3 separate regions of the Sus scrofa genome follow, and regions 1 and 2 are each linked to region 3. Evidence: chromatin contacts called from public HiChIP or PLAC-seq data. All regions are on one chromosome and are shown on one strand. The core of a region is the stretch at or near the end of the contact, and the rest is flanking DNA. Distances in the headings are between cores, read along the strand shown.

Region 1 (3,355 bases), core at 263-2,762, 400 kb after region 3:
GTTCCAGTCTTCATCTGTGTGTGTGTGTATATAGGGCAGAGATGGGGTCAGGTATGAAAAAGAGCATAAGATATTTAAAAATACATTTACATAAGCTATATATTTCCTTTTCACACTGATTTCTTGTCATATTCAAATTATTTGGGCTTTGCACTGCATACACATCTGCAAACAGGCCATTTCCTTTCACTGTCTTTTCCTTAGGGGCACAGAATGTGTTTTCCATCTATTCCAGTTAGAAAAAAAAAAAAAAAAGTAACACATTCTAATCTGTTTTCATCCCACCTCTTTATCTTTTTTCCCTTATCTTCCAGCCAACTGCTACTATTTGTTTAAAGATCTAGGCAAATTCTCTCAGCAACTTGTACTTATTTCTATGACAGCACTTTTGAATGGTAATTATTTTGTTTGTGTCCTTGGCTCCCTTGCTGAAGAGTTTCCTGAAGATCAGCTCTTCTTGTACATTCAGCGCTTCACAGAGCCCCCTGTATATAAGAGTGAGTGTGTCCATATAAACTACTGACCAAACAGGGACATTTTGGAGTGAAGGGGTGAGGCACTAATGATTATGTGAAATAGTAGGAGGAAACCAGAGCTATCTCTGGAAAATAGAGACATTCTATAGATATATGTTGAACAAGAATATACACTCTATTTTAGCAATGCTTTTTTTTTTTTTAATCTGATTTTGCTTCATCTTGTATCCCCATTTCTCAAAACCATGACTGGCATCTAGTTTGTGTACAATAGAGATTTGTTAACTAGATGAAGGACTGGAAGAAAACAAAATAGGTGGCAGTTCTACAAGTCCCAGTCTAAAAACCCTTTCACCATTTTTTTCTCACTTTTTCACCCAGTGTGCACCTTCAATAGCTTTGCCTAATGCGGTAGACCTCCATACTGTTTTTCCATACCTCTACCAGGACACAAAGCTTCCCCTCAGATACATCATGGCACTAAATTCTTAAAATAGGAAACTAACTTGCTGCAGCAACCAAGCTATTTTGATTCAGAGATTTCGTCAAAGTGATTGAGGTATCATCACATTAGATTCAAGTCCCCAGGCCAAGAGTTTTCTTTAAACCATCCTGACATTTCTCCCCTCCTAGATGTGGGCACAGGAGCAGTGGGAAGCAAAGTAAATTTCTGTCCCAGAAGCAGCTGTGCTAGAGAGGGATGACGTAGTGTGGCACAAGGGACATTTGAGGCCATTATAATCAGAGGAAGAAGGGGAGGGGCTGATGGGGTTGGGAAGGACTCTACTGTATTCAACTGAGTCATCACCCCAAAGAATCTGAGGCCAGAAACTAGAGACGGTGTATTTGGGGGAGTGGGGGCTGGTGAGGGTAAGGACGAGCTGGCTTAGAGTCTTTTGGAAACATCATGGAGGGCTTTGGTGAAGCCACTCAAGAATCGTGGGATGGGTTATTTTTCAGGTCAAGGTTAGGAAGGTCTTGGAGCTGAGGCCACTTGCCCAAGCAGGAAACCCCTCCTGGGAAGTGCACATCCTCCCCTTTCTGGGCGGTTGTGACGCAGCAGCGGCGCAATCTTCCATGCCCTAATTAGCGCTCTTGGTGTGACAAGGGAGGCTCCCGTTCTCAGGTTTCCTTTCTGTGTTGTTCTACAGATGGTTTCACGGGAGGACCACAAACTCAGCTCCTCTTCAATTTTGTTGAAGAATATCAGTAAATTGCAATTGTTCAGAATCAAAATTTCATAAACTTGGCTGCAGACTAGTTGTGATGCAAAAACAATCGCAAAAGGTTTTGCCTTATTGCTTTATTGACACAGCCTTCCTGTCCCCACATCTTGCTTCCTCTCAGGAAAGTGGGACGTGTTGGATGATTTCCCAGCTTCTATTTGGAGAGGAAGTCTGCAGGTTTTCCACCATCCAGCCCCCGCCAATCTCCCCTCGCCTAGGAACACCTGCAACCAAAGGCTATGCCCGGGCTCTTTTGTGCATTTGCAGCTATCAAAATAAATGAGCCATCTTGGATGGGGAAATTACATCTCTTTTCAGAGTAACTGCATTCCCCACTCCCCATGTATGCACAAAGACACATGTGCCCTGATGTTATGCACATTGCCTATGACTAGAATTACAAGTCAGGCATTTTGCATCCCAAACCAGTGTCAACAAATATCTCTACAGACCTTCTAAAAGACCTCATGTACTGGCAGCTTCTCCTTGGTGCATCCCATTTGTTTTGCACTGGGTAAATTCTTCAGCTCACATAATAATGGAAAACAGGAGAACTGCCTGCCTCTTGTCTTCAGACTTATCACTAATGCAATGCTAATAATTCTTCCTGGGTACAAGTCCTTTTCTCAGACACTCATTCACTCCCATCCCAGGCACCTGTCTCAGAAGCCAGCATTCTACAGAGAAACTGGGCTCCTTGCCCACTTCCCCATCCTCCTAGGCCTCTACAGTTGGTGCCGACACCAGGGAGCTTATGACAGCTTTATGCTCAACCTGAGACTCAACTTGGGGTTTGAGAGTATGCTGTTTTTTAGATGGATGCTCATCTATTGCTAATTATTTGCAACCCTGGCTTTGAAAATGGAAATAGTCATTTGAAATTCCTTTGATGTAAAAACAACAAAGAACACAAATCCACAGGCCAAAAGACTGATCCTGAGATGCAAGGCTCCCTGCCACCTCACTACCACTCAGATGTGTCTGCTTGGGGCTTGTAGCTGTGCTGGCAATGGTGGCAGGAGAGGTGTAAGTGTGAGGATAATAGGCCTGTGTGTGTGAAGGCAGATTGTTCCATGGTACAGAACCTAGCTCCATTCTGGAATTTTCTTAGGCACCTGGGCTGGGTTTGATGAGACCAAGAATGTGGTATGCGGCCACCCTTTCACTGACTTCCTCACACACCAGAAGGGACCCCAAACCGAAAGTGACCATATCCTGTTTCATCAGTCACTCTCCAAGGTCTGGTCACTTCCTTTAAAGGGAGTCAGTGTTAGGAGATCAAAACCTTCAGATAACACTTATCCCAACAGTCCTTTTCTGCTCAGATTGACTTTATAGAAATACAGACCTCAGCATCCATCTCCTCTGAATCAGACTGAAGTTTTTAGTCTTTTTTCAAAATACTCTACCTCCACTATAGTTTTCAGATTATGTTAAGAACTTCCCACTTAGAAAATGCAACATCTTCTCCTCATATCGATTTCTGCCATCTGTTCCTAGTTCACTTCTTTTTGCTTTATCTGAAGCCTACTGATTTTTCAGATTCCCAAGGGAAGTCCTGCTGAGAGAAGAAAGCTCACATTAATCTTCCTCTCCATAGAATCTCAGGAGTGATTACTACTTGCTGGACTTACTTGGCAGTGGTCATATTTA
Region 2 (3,676 bases), core at 562-3,061, 310 kb after region 3:
ATGAATATTGTTTGGGGGCATATACTTTGTGCTTAAGTTGGCAGAGAAGAATATAAAGTGCTTAGGGCAAACATACAGGCAAATAATTCAAATCATCAATGGACGTGGGACACGTATCAGTCACCCAATTTTCTAGGAGTTTAAAAAACAAAAACTCTTAATAGGAGAGATGAGTAGAAAAATTCCTATTTTGAGAAGATTCCAGAAATACACTAATGATTAAAGTTTTGAAAATATGTAATGCTACTGAGGCCAGCAAGACTCTCCATCAATAGTCATCCACTTGATGTGGCTTCTTGTGAAGTTAAAAGTAATAGCCAGAAAGCTTACCCCACTGTCCTACACTCCTCACATATCAGCACCATCTGGCTTGCTGAAAGGGGGAAGGAGTCCTAGCTCCTACAATATTTAATAAGTTATTTTCATGGTGCTATTGATGACCCTTCCAAATTCACATGGATATCACAGTAAATGTTACACAGTCTGTTATTGATTCAAATGGGATTCTGGATCTTACTGTGGATTCACCATAATTAATACCTACCATAATCATAGACAGCAACAATAAGCAGCGTACAATAGAGTGCTGAATAAAAGAGAATTTCTAGGGCATGACTTTATTCTAGAACCAAATATACACTAAACTTTTAAAATGGAAGAACAGCAAAATGACAAAAGTGCACAAACTTTGGACCCAGACACTCTGGGTTCCTGTCTCAGCTGGTTGCTTGCTAGTGAATCCAGGCAAGCTACTCAATACTCGGTGCCTCATTGTCCTCATCAGAGCAAATGAAGATACCAGTAGTACCCCCCACAGAAGGCTGCCTGAGAATTAAATGAATTATTGTATGGTAAATGTTTAGCATCAGGAGGAGCACATAACAAATGACATGAAAACATTAATGATTATCGACAATGAGAAAAGATGACCTGTGGTCCAGATTCTCCTTTTAAAAACCATATTTTAAAATAACCATTCTCTCAATATTAAAGTAAGAGCTAATTGAGGTCTTACCATTTAATAGATCCTGTTAAAAGCAGTGCACATGTTTTAGTTCATTTAATAAAGGAGATTTCTAGTGAAATACTCTAACTTAGATAGAAATAAAAGATTTCTCCATTAAACTTAGGTAGAAATAAAAGATTTCTCCATTTAACTTAGGTAGAAATAAAAGATTTCTCCATTCAAATTTTTTTATTTAAAAATTAGCACTTATGGAGATAATCAGCTCCTGAGACATATGTCAAAGTTCCACTAATCAAAGTTGGGATTAAAAAATAGCCTTTATGAAGTGCAGAGATGATACATTGAATTAACTATGTAGTATACAATTAGAAATTCCTACTGTTCAAGATCAAAGCTAGTACAGTCTCTTTAACTACTAGAAAGGCTATTTTAAATGCAGGCCAGACAGGATCCAAGCTAATTTAGGGTCAAATTAAATCACATTCACTCCAAAACCAAAAGGCATGCCTATTACCCCTTTCTCCTTTACATACAAGAATATCTCAATCTGTTCTTGTATCAGCATAATTAGCAACTTATGTCACCCTGGTGCTGAGATAAATACTAATTAAAGAACATTTTTGTGCTATTAAACACTCGCCTCTCAAACCAGCACTTCGAAATGCGTTATCACCTGGCTCTATAAAAAGGAAGCTAGGGTAAATACTTGCCTCTACCCTAATGCACGCTTCTTTTGCATAGAAACCCCTTTGTAAATATAGCTCACAATTGTCAATATGAAGCACAGGGAAATGAGTTTCTGTGAAGAAAACAGTACTGTTTGCTTATTCCCACAGATCCGGCGATTCTGTGCATGCAGTGACAGCTGGCCATTCCACAGTGGACAAAAACATTTCCCTCTGGCATGTTCTCTTCACTGGACTGTGTTGAACAGAGGCCAAGTTCACTTTATAGCTATTTCAAGGGCAGACTTGATTATTTCAAGTGCTCTAACAATATTTGCTTTTCTAAGGGAGCACTACATGATACTCAATCTTGGTTGGCTCACAGACTTATACCTACAAAATCTCTACAAGCTGGGCAAACTTTCATAATTACAAAACACACACTCTTGCCATCCAGAAGCCTTAACAAAACAACTCAAAAACAATGTCCTTTTTTTTTCCATTTCCTTCGATATAAACTTCCTCAGAGCACACTCGGGTTTCTTGATAGCAGAAGGAGGTTAAATAAATGTTGAAAACAAACCATTAGACTGGCAGGGGTGAATTTTTGAATGGCCTCCAAATTCCAGCATGACCATTTCTTTCTGATGTGCCCTTTTAAATCCTAGGATATTAAAGCAGTTGGTAAACATTAACTCAGATCCTCTTAAACATCTTTCTGGGTGGCAGATGTCTGAGCTCACAAGTAGGAAAGTGTGCTTGCTGACAGACCTTCTCTCTGCAAATCATGGCTAATTCCTGGCCCTATCCCAGTCAGATGGGGAGGTGCATTTCCAAGTTTCACAGGGGACTGTCTCTGCTGTGAAGCTAGAGCTCAAGTACCAGGGTCAGGGCCTGCTGCATCCTCGATGCTCAATGTACCTTTGCTGCATGAATGAAACTCTTCCCTCTTGTTGCTTCTTTGGCAGTGTCACTTAAAGTTTAAAACAAGAACAGGATTCAAATAGGAAAAAGTCTTTTTAAAAAAATCTTCTGAATGTCAATTACATTCATGGAAGAATTTGTTCAACTGAGTTTAAAGAAACTAGGTTCAATTTCCTCTATCCCTCAGATTTAATGAGATATAATTGACAAAAGTGTGCAGTATGATTTGATGTACATATGCATTGTGAAAGGATTCCCCCTCAAGTTTGTTAACTAATATACCTGTCACCACACATATTTCTCATTTCTGTATGAGAGAGAACATATTTAAGAAAATTTCAATTACACAATACAGGATTATCCAACTATACCCTATACTGTGTTATATACTATATCCTGAGACCTTATTCATTTTATAACTGAAGTTTGAACCATTTTTAAAAATATTCACATAAGTGATACCATGTAGGATTTATCTTTTTCTGTCTGGCTTATTTCCCTCAGCATAATGCCCTCTAGATTCATCAGGTGCTGCAAATGACAGGTTTACCTTTTTAAGGCTGAATAATAATCCATTGCATACATACACTGGATCTTCCTTTTTTTAGGGCTGCACCTGTAGCATGTGGAAGTTCCCAGGCTAGGGCTCCAATTGGAACTGCAGCTGCCAGCCTACACCTCAACCCCAGCAATGCCAGGTCTGAGCTATGTCTGTGACCTTCACCACAGCTCATGGCAATGCCAGATCCTTCACCCTCTGAACAAGGCAAGGGATTGAACCCGCATCCTCATGGATACTAGTGAGTTCATCACTCCTGAGCCACCACGGGAACTCCTAGATCTTCTTTATCCATTTATCCATTGATGGACTCCTAGGGTGTTTCCCTACCATGGCTATTGTGAATAATGATGCAACTATGAACATGGGGGTACAGATAGCTTGGTATTTCTAACCAGTGTCATCTTTATCCCCTGAGTGTTCACTTACTACAATTTTCTCAATGCTTTCTCAGAACTAATAGACACTGAAGGCTAAGCTAAGAGTTCAAAGTATGTCCTATAAAACTACTGTATAGCATTTTTTAATCCTTCAACTTTATAAATTACCATGAAATAAAGA
Region 3 (3,630 bases), core at 79-2,578:
TTTTTCAGCTGAGGTTGTGGCAGGCATGAAGAAATTCCTGCATTAGGGATAGAACATGTGCCACAGACAGTGGATCCTTAACATGACAACATGGACCCTTAACTGCCAGGCTATCAGGGAACTCCCCCTCTCAAGTCCTTATGTTAAGAATTGGGCAGGACACTGAGGGATGGGGAGCAGGAAAAGGAGAGCTGAAGGCTTTCCCTGAAGCCAGTCTTCAGGGGTTCAGCCAAGTTGGAATCCTTTGGAAAATGAGTTCCCTCTTGGCAGAGAAAAAAAGCCCATCTTTTCTTAGATTTCCATCAACAATAAACTTCTCTGTCATCTCAAGGAAAATGGATCACTTGGCACTTCAGAGATTTTACCTGAAGGAAGATAATTTCTTGACATTTTTTATGCTTTAAGAGCTAAAAGCTATTTTGCAGCTATAAAATTGATAATGTATTCATCTCCCAGAGCAATGAATTTTTCATCTTAACATTGAGCCTAGACCAAAACTGTGTCCTCTAGAGGTCACCAGTGCACCAGATTTGAAGGCCATGGAGGCCTCCAAAACACTGAGGAAGGGCCAAGGGGGTCCCACTCATATCTGAGGCAGGAGAAAATACTGCAAATAAATTATCACAGCAGCTGCAGGTAGTCTCTCAAGAAATAGGAAATCTTGTTCCAAATAGAGCCTTTTTATTGATTTTTCTTGGTTTATTTTGGCTCTCCTCTGTACCCATCTAACTGGAGGAAACCCTTAGAATGGTTAAATGCTTCCTCATCCAAAGGCTTAATTTTGGCACTCAGGGAAGACATATTTCTGCATGGGAGAAACACTGATGTGGAAATTAACTCCTTTAGCCTGCCTTAAATGAGTGTTACTGTCAGTGGTGCTCTGGCTCAGGAGGAAAGACTCTCCTCATCACGCTGTCTTCAGAGGGCATGGGTGAAAAGCATGGGAGGCAGCCCCTTAATTAACTGTTATATAATCCCCGCATTGCTTTACATGGGAGAACACCAGCTCCAGTACTTATATCTCTGCAGATAAATCAGAAACTGCACTGAAAGGGATCATGGTGGTAGTCAAAACAGACCTCTCCTTTGGAAAATCTATCAGCCAAGAAGACGGCAATCTGGAGGTCCTCATGGGACTTTTCTTAGCTGGTTTGCCTAGTTCATTTTTCTTATGCTTTAATCTCTTGTGAAGTGAATTGTCTCCCTCGGAGAAAACTTGCTTTGAGAACAATATGGTGCCTTGGCCTCTGGATTGAACCAGGGAGTAAGCCACATGCTGACGAGAGCCTGGGACATGTTGTGGCATAACCTGCTGCCTGCGGCCTGCGTTGCTCAAGCTGTGACCTGGGAGTCACCACCAGTGGATCACAGCATTGTTCCTGCTGCTCTGGCTGCTCTCCAAGGAAAGGAATTCCTCCATCAAGACTTTCCCAGGGTCCAGGCACTTGCCAGCAGCTGACCCATCAGGAAATCGCCTCTCCCTTCTTCCTTCCCACATTCCTTCCTGAGCATTCCCAGCCCAAGGTGTGGCCAACCCTCAGATGATCTGCGGCTGTTGATTGACAAGAAAACAAAACCTTCCTCTAGATAAGGAACATCACAGAGCTATAGGAAATCTATTTGTTCTGGGTGGAGCTTGCTTTCTTTCTCTTTTTGTTTTTTTTTCCTCAAGGTCTACATTGCTGACTGTGTAGTTTCTTATCATTTCTTTAGGATGCAGGGAACAGTCAGTCGTTAAACAATGAGCTGTGTTTGGTTAACTTTATTGATAATTCACAAAGAAGTAAAACACTTTGTTCTAGAGAGTTAATGGTGATCTTTCTCAGGGCTATGATATATTTTTCTTTAGCACAACAAAGGACAAAGGCAAGTTTTCATTACAATTCAATCTGAACTGTGTTCTTTAAATGTCTGGTGCCCCTTTAAATGCTGCAGAGATGTGGGAGTTGTGCAAAGGTTGTCACCTGTCGGTCATTCTGGAGAATCCTTCAGCATAGCTGATATCCTAGGAGAATTGCAGAGTATCAGGCCATGTTTAAGCTCAATCAGGTTGAGAATAGTTCCACTAGCCTCCTGTCAATGTGGGGGCAGACATAGAGCTTTCCTAGCACTCTACAGTTTTATTGTGGGTTCCAGTTGTATGACTGTGAGGAAGTCTTTCATCTCAGTGCTCTTATTTGTAGAATAAAAGCATTGGACATGATCAGCTCCACTAAGGTCCATTTTGAAAATGTCTACTCAGAGACTAAGGCTGTTTAGTCAAGGGCCAGTTAGACCTTAGCAAGTATGTTAGTCTCTCAGGGCTGTTGTAATAGCATCCTAAAAACTGGGTGACTTAAAAAAAAACAAATTTTCTCACAGTTCTGGAAGCTAGACATCCAGAGTCAAGGTGTCAGGAGTGCCATGCTCTCTGATGGCTCCAGGGGAGAAGTCTTCTTTGCCTCATTTATCATCTGCTGTTTCCTGACACTCCTTGGCTTATAGATGTATCACTCCAGTCCTATCGCCGCCTTCTCTCTGTGTGTCTCCTCAGGTGTGAGGGGCAGTGTCTGGGTCCAAATTTCCTCATTTATAAGGACATCAGTCATACTGGATTAAGGCCCACTGTACTTTTATAAAGACCCTATTTCCTAATATGGTCACACTCTGAGATACTAAGAGTTTCAGACTTTCACATGTCTTTTGGTGGGGAGGTGAGAATTCAACTCAGAACAGCAAGCAACTAGATGTCTCTGCTGTGTATCTTCTCTTTGACCTCTAGGTCCATTCTTCATGTAACTTTGTGCCCTGAGGTGCCTGCATGGGTCACACCAGGGACCCCTTTGTCCTCTGGCTGTCAGTTAGTCAGTGGCAAGGGATAGGATGTGAGGGAAGAGTGGGATGGCACTTGGGTATTTATTCCCCTGAGGATGGGAGGCTATTAGCACATCTGGCTGTGCCCTGTAAGGAGACCCTATCCATGTAGATTTCTTTATATCTGGGGACACTTAAGAGCTTCTGCAAAACTTGAGGCTTAAGATCAGTACTTCTTTCTCCCTCCCCAACCTCCCACCCTGCTTAGGTTTCCCTACCCTTACTTTAACAATGTTCCGATATTCTTAATTAAACCTTCTTCACACTATCCACTTTGAGTGGGCCATCTGTTTTCTGCAAGGATCTTAATTGTCTACACTCTTATTGACTGCATTGCTTTTCAAGAAGTTCAAGGTGATAGGTTGGTCTAGAAGGGACTGGTCAGGGACCACCTTTTATTGCATCAGCAGAAACCTGGCTGGGTAATTCCTAGTCCAGGACTTCAAAAAAGCCAGGTCTTTTATAAAAGCCAAACTCTCAATGCAGATGAACAGGCCGGGTGGAGAGGTGGATGGCATAATTTCACAGTCTGTAGGTTCATGCTACTGGAATAGCCTCCCAGGGTAGTCTTACATCTTGGAACCAGCTGGGCTTTCAGCTGGTGTGTGAGCGAGACCACGTTCATCTGGACATTCTCCATCTTGTGTCTGACTCTCTGGGAACTTCTCTTCCTTTTCCCATCCGGTAAACAGATCTCTCTCTCTCAACAATGCAATGTCTTCCTTTTTAAAAAATTGTTTTGCAATTTGTAATTTCAAAATCTGTTTTAGGTCGTCT

The links. HiChIP or PLAC-seq counts read pairs in DNA pulled down with a chosen protein or histone mark.
Region 1: an H3K27ac HiChIP or PLAC-seq map of skeletal muscle shows a contact between it and region 3, with 7 times the contacts expected there. The contact joins two enhancer-like sites. A contact is called at or near these places in 2 of 47 Hi-C or Micro-C datasets (embryonic fibroblasts and liver) and 1 of 2 datasets of contacts at active chromatin or transcription factors (skeletal muscle).
Region 2: an H3K27ac HiChIP or PLAC-seq map of skeletal muscle shows a contact between it and region 3, with 4 times the contacts expected there. The contact joins two enhancer-like sites. A contact is called at or near these places in 1 of 47 Hi-C or Micro-C datasets (fetal skeletal muscle) and 1 of 2 datasets of contacts at active chromatin or transcription factors (skeletal muscle).

What each region holds. Positions count from the first base shown.
Region 1 is chr16:37,140,284-37,143,638 of Sscrofa11.1, forward strand. All of the region lies in intron 3 of LOC106506502 (a long non-coding RNA gene), which reads right to left. Among named protein-coding and RNA genes, the nearest start is that of PLK2, 160 kb to the right of the region's middle. Within about 2 kb of position 1,513, at least 7 of the 83 cell types and tissues checked have an H3K27ac peak or open chromatin away from gene starts, as enhancers often do. A contact at or near this core is called in skeletal muscle, where this site is marked.
Region 2 is chr16:37,049,885-37,053,560 of Sscrofa11.1, forward strand. All of the region lies in intron 1 of LOC106506503 (a long non-coding RNA gene), which reads left to right. Among named protein-coding and RNA genes, the nearest start is that of PLK2, 250 kb to the right of the region's middle. Within about 2 kb of position 1,812, at least 12 of the 83 cell types and tissues checked have an H3K27ac peak or open chromatin away from gene starts, as enhancers often do. A contact at or near this core is called in skeletal muscle, where this site is marked.
Region 3 is chr16:36,744,168-36,747,797 of Sscrofa11.1, forward strand. All of the region lies in intron 2 of LOC110257260 (a long non-coding RNA gene), which reads left to right. Among named protein-coding and RNA genes, the nearest start is that of MIR9799, 7.2 kb to the left of the region's middle. Within about 2 kb of position 1,329, at least 23 of the 83 cell types and tissues checked have an H3K27ac peak or open chromatin away from gene starts, as enhancers often do. A contact at or near this core is called in skeletal muscle, where this site is marked.